2 separate regions of the Mus musculus genome follow, and region 2 is linked to region 1. Evidence: chromatin contacts called from public HiChIP or PLAC-seq data. All regions are on one chromosome and are shown on one strand. The core of a region is the stretch at or near the end of the contact, and the rest is flanking DNA. Distances in the headings are between cores, read along the strand shown. Region 1 has its middle 11 kb from the start of 1700110C19Rik. Region 2 overlaps Agpat4 (1-acylglycerol-3-phosphate O-acyltransferase 4 (lysophosphatidic acid acyltransferase, delta)).

What was found. HiChIP or PLAC-seq counts read pairs in DNA pulled down with a chosen protein or histone mark.
Region 2: a contact with region 1 is called in an H3K27ac HiChIP or PLAC-seq map of embryonic stem cells, with 5 times the contacts expected there. The contact joins two enhancer-like sites. A contact is called at or near these places in 1 of 39 promoter capture datasets (pre-B cells), 1 of 115 datasets of contacts at active chromatin or transcription factors (embryonic stem cells) and 1 of 9 other capture datasets (embryonic stem cells).

The regions. Positions count from the first base shown.
Region 1 is chr17:10,334,136-10,336,835 of GRCm38.p6, reverse strand. No RefSeq gene overlaps it. Among named protein-coding and RNA genes, the nearest start is that of 1700110C19Rik, 11 kb to the right of the region's middle. RefSeq lists an enhancer at 1-2,700. Within about 2 kb of position 1,410, at least 204 of the 459 cell types and tissues checked have an H3K27ac peak or open chromatin away from gene starts, as enhancers often do. A contact at or near this core is called in embryonic stem cells, where this site is marked.
Region 2 is chr17:12,158,075-12,160,774 of GRCm38.p6, reverse strand. The region is part of intron 2 of Agpat4 (1-acylglycerol-3-phosphate O-acyltransferase 4 (lysophosphatidic acid acyltransferase, delta)); the gene reads right to left. Among named protein-coding and RNA genes, the nearest start is that of Agpat4, 40 kb to the right of the region's middle. Within about 2 kb of position 1,339, at least 77 of the 459 cell types and tissues checked have an H3K27ac peak or open chromatin away from gene starts, as enhancers often do. A contact at or near this core is called in embryonic stem cells, where this site is marked.

The DNA.
Region 1 (2,700 bases), core at 161-2,660:
AAAAAACACACAAAAACTTGGGATGAATTGTATGCGCTCTGCTCACTGGTTCTAAAAGCACACTTCGAGTCAGTGGGGAGCTAGCTCTCTGGAGTCCTTTGCAGATCCTAGCAAGGCCAACTGGAAAGATCACCGGAGTAGAAGCCACAACGATAGACAACCACAAAGTAGTCGTGTTTACAAACTCAGTCCTATCACCTCACAAAATGGCGACAGAATCTGTACATTCTTTTGATCAAAGCTACGCAATGCTCACTGAAAACATTTACTAAATATTCCTACTAACTCGCACTTTTCCACGAAATGCCCTGGTGCAGAAGCACAAGAAATTCAGTCTTTCTCCTGTGCGGAATGTTTAGGAATCACATAGTCAGGTCTGGGTGACAGGGCAGGGTGGGATCCTGGGGACATGTTTTGAATCTTCCAACATGAAGTCTTAGCTCTCTACAACTGACTTACAGGCTGTCACGGAGCTGCGCAGAGCTTCTAGTGTGTTCAAAAGGAAGCTAGGGCTCAGTTTCTGCTTTGCCTCCCTTTGGCAGAGCTAAAGTTTGGGCCATGACCAGGCCTGAGGTAGGATTTCCTAGTTTTTTTTTTTTTTTTAGCATCCTAGGAAGATAGATGAGCGGAGCCAAGGTTACTTGTTTCTTGCATCCGGAACGAGTGTTTTAAAGTAACAAAACCTTAATCTTTTTGGATATTGAGACCTACAAAGGAAAATAATCAGCATTGTATGGATGACTTCAATAGACTAGCTGCCTGCAGACTCCCCCGCCTGGGAGTGACATTGAGGGAGCCCTCAGATCTCGGTGTCTGGAGACGCGAGCCAATGGGGGCTAGGCAGACGATTCTTTCTGGTGCTTGATGTTCCGGACATTCCGACGTCCCCGGTTCATTTCCAATGTATGAATACATCACTCTTTCTATTAAGATACCACGAAGACCACCTGTTACTACAGGTGATTTACATTCCAAGCTAGAATTATAGATTCCTTTATGCAAACATATTTAGGGAGAGTTCACTTTAAGACGGAATTTAGCTCCCTAATGAAAACAGCGCATAAAGGACCCTAACAGCTTCTGCGAGAGGTCCAGACTCTTAACTGGAGAAAGTGGGGCTTAAAAGAAAATGCGGGTAGGTTCTTTGTCTCCTAGGAAACTCATTTCCGACTTGGGAATCGGGCGAGTTACTCCCCTGCCTCACGCACATTCCTACCCGCTCCAGAGCGCTCCAGCGGGCAAAGATGGAACTCTGTTCTTTCTTTTGTGTAGCCCGACCGTTTGTTTCTCTCCTGACAACAGCTTCTCCTCCCTTCATCCTCCCCGCTTTCTTCCGGGCCTGGGAACTGCGAGGCCAGGAGCTGTGTGGCCGTCCCTTTGCCGGGTTTCGGGTCCCTGTGCGCAGGCACGCATTCATTAGCGCCACAAGAGCACCAGAGTCCCGGACACCTCATAAATATTTAGAGGTTCCCACCACCTTCCAGAGAGCCAGGGGGAGAAAGAGAATTTAGTGTGGAGTTGGTCAGGGTAATATGCATGTGAATCAGAAGTGGGGACAAAGGATGAAAGGTGCTGGAAACTCCAACAAACCCGTGATCCCCGGGGGTCATTCTGCCTGTTCCTGCCCACACTATCCCGGGCCGGCCTTCTTCCTGCGCATGAGCGGACTGAGCCTGTTTCCGAAGACTGTTGGCAAAGGATGTGTGCTCTTTGTTCTGTCCCGCTCTTTCTTAACAGACAGGTTTGCTTTGCCCTCTCCACTGCGCTGGCGGCTGCCTTCTCCTTTGCCACCCACAGAAGTGAGGCATGAAGATCTAGGGGTCTACACTAATACGTAAGGCAAGAAAAGGGAACAGAATGTGGCTGTGTCGGGGAAAACGTGCGCAAAATCAGCCTGTGGGTTAGACACAATACATCGACACTCACTATGGAAGGTTGAAAAACTTCCATAAATGTTCTGTGCACAGAACCCAGAATCCCAAGAGAAAGTCTGCACGCAAACAGCTACCTTGACACCCACACACCCTATGAAGCTTTTAAAAACTATTTTTAAACACTCCTCCTGGCTTTTATTTTGGGAGGTCTGGAGTGCACAGAGCAAGGGAGAGAGCAAAGGCTCAGAGCTCAAGAGAGGAAGCTAGAGCAGTCTTCCTTTCTTCCTAAAGCACTGTCTCACAGGAAGGATGACCAATGGCCTTAAAGCCTGGGAGTGAATACAGGGGCAGTAAAGGATGGATTGGCCAGGCTAGTTTTCATCAGAAAGGAAGAGGATGGCAACATGGAACTAAGCAGCTTTGGGACAAAGACTCCTCTGTGGAAAGGGGGTTGCTTTAACCAGGTAGGAATTTTAAGTCAAAGCCTTGTAATACCTAACAGTGGTTGAGATGAAACACATGGATTATAGGTCTTATGAAGCATCCTGCTTAGTTTGGGGTACACACTATACAGCAATGAGAGCCTGAATAGTTAGCAATAGAAAATAACTTACATCCTAGTTCACATTTTGGAAATACCTGGGATTGCAACTATGTTGCTTTGAACGAAAGTGTACAAATATTACTAGTTAAATCTTACTATTAGGAAACATCGGAGGAAATGTGCTAAATTTCATAAAAACTTCCAATTTGCCCCAGTTCACTACTTACTACAAGAAACCTTCAATCAGATAGAAGCTCACTGAAAATTAAAAGGAATCTGGAC
Region 2 (2,700 bases), core at 90-2,589, 1.8 Mb before region 1:
GACTTTCCACCCACTGACCATCTGTCACCTGGTGACAGACATCCCTTAGGTGGGACAGAGCAGGGAGATGCCTTTAGCCATCTGGCCTCAGAGGCCCTGACAGGCAGAGTGCTCCCTGGCACAAGGGTGCCTTGTCCTAGGGCAGTGGGTCTCAACCCCTTAGCAGGGCATCAAGCAACCAGAGAACTGAGATTTACACTACAATTTATTATAGTGACAAACTTACAGTATGAAGTAGAGACAAAAATACTTTTATGGTTGGGGGTCAGCACAGCATGAGGAAGTATATTATTAAAGAGTTGCAGCATTAGGATGGCTGAGAACCGCTGCCCTGGGGCCTAGTGTGAGTACACACAACACAGCCCACGGATCCAGGTGGCCTCCATACATCAGACAGCAGTCTGGGAAACACCACCTAGGGAAAGGGGTTAGCCTTGAAGTCCCTAAACAAATCTTGACTGGGACTAGCCACACAGTGTGGTCCCTAGCCAGGTTGCAACACAGGAAACGGGGTGCATCTGCGCATGCGGTTCCTCCCCAGCTCTGTTTCTTGGATGCTGGACAGCCTCTTCTTTTCCCTAGTTCCCCATTGGCCTCTCCAGAGTCCCCTTCTCACAGGAGGACTGCCCTCTCTGGGATCTAGATGAACCTACCTCCAGCCTCTGTATACACCCGTAGGTGGTGGGGCTCCAGTTGAGTCCCTGGCAAGCAAGCCTGTGCCTGGTTCTCCCCTCCCCTCTCACGTGCTCCCTCCCTTTCCTGCACACTGACCAGGGCTGCTTGCGCATGGGGCTGCCTTGTTTCCAGCTAGGTTGGTCCAGATGATCTTGTCATGAACTCCACACAGCATGGGCTCACAGGCCTCCTTTCAGCAACACTAACGAGCGTCTGCTTGAGCAAGGAATGGGTGTGGGCCTGGTCTCTCAGGGATACAGTTTTCTGGTGGCACTCAGCCTGGCTCCATTGACAAGCTGAAAGAAGCAACTGCCTTCAGCGGACTCCCACTTACCCCCATCCAAAAAGTGGGAGGGTGCTGGGGAGCTGTGTGAGTTTTGTAAGCACTAGTCATGCCCGGAATCAACACATGGGCACCACCGATGAAAGCACAGGACTTTGCCTACTGCATCTTGCTGTCTCTACCTCAATGGCCCTGGAACACAAACCATGAGCCAACTATCAACCCTTCCTCACAAGAGTTCCCTAGATGAAGCAGGAAGTGAAAAATTCTTAATTAAAAAAAAAGTTTTGTTTTGAAATTTACTACGTTCAATGTAACGCACATTTAGTCAGCAGGGAAGAGGAAGTACAGACTCAGGTTTACCCCAGCAGGCCCTCAGCAGCCGCGCCCAGACATACTTTCCAACATGGCGGACGGGAGGGCCTGCTGGCCTCAGGGCGGGGAAGGGCCTACACTGCTGTGCTGGCTGGAGAGGAAAAGAGACTGAACAGCCAGAAACAGCTGCCACCACAACTGTCTCCAGGGATACAGAAACGCAGTTCCTCTTGTCCTATATTTTGATCCACGGGCCACTGGCTGCTTCTCTCCCAGGTCCCTCAGGTTGTGGAGTCTGCAGAAGTTTCCACTGACACCTCACTGAGATCCACTGACACCTAACTGCGATGACCCAAAGAACTGGACTCAGGGGAAGGAACAGATGACCAGTCTTCCACCCAGCCTGAAGATGGGATTGCTTTCAAAACTGTACTTGAGGCTCTGTCCGGACGGAAAATCTACTTACCTCAGTAGGACAAGAACTGACTCTTAGTTCCTATGGTCATCCATTCTGGACCCCTCAGCCCCCACACACATACATGAAAACCCAGCCCAGTGTCTTTTGGCAACATAGTAGCCTCTCCTTTCCCTCATATACAGCCCTTTCTGAGGCTGTGATTGACAAGGCGCCAAGCCCTGACTGCCTCTTTCAGACAGGATTAAGGCAGCTTCTCCCAGACCTGCTATAGTTTAAGCAAGAGAGGCAAGAGAAATGGCCTGTCTCCAGTAGAGCCCGTGGGAGGCCTTTAAGTGATACCTGGAGCTTGTTCCAGTACCCATGCTAAACCACTGCCAATCAGCCAACCACAGACACAGGCAAGTGATCTTCAGAGGGGAACTTGCGTTGGGAAAACAGGAAGAGGATATAAATAAACAGCAATAACAATAAATCAAAACAGTTTATCAGAAACATGGGATTCTTGGTCGATTCTTTCTTATCTTTATATCAAGCATACTAAGCTTTTTAAAAGAGATTTATTTATTTATTTATTTATTTATTTATTTATTTATTTATTATAAGTAAGTATACTGTAGCTGTCTTCAGATACCCCAGAAGAGGGCATCAGATCTCATTACAGATGGTTGTGAGCCACCACGTGGTTGCTGGAATTTGAACTCAGGACCTTAGGAAGAACAGTCAGTGCTCTTAACCACTGAGCCATCTCTCCAGCCCACATACTAGGTTTTTAAAGTTGCCTGAGTAACAAACCATAATGGGAAGAGAAAGAAACATTTGCCATACCCCCTTGAGCCCCAGCCCCTTGTAGCAAATACTCTAAAATTTCATCTTGAAATTTACTTATTTATTTTTGAGCCAAGATCTCACATATCCTAGGCTGATTTCAAGGCAGCTTTGTAGTTGAAGATGACCTTAAATTCAGGCATTACCACCCTCAATTTATAGGAGTGCCCAGGAACTAACTCAG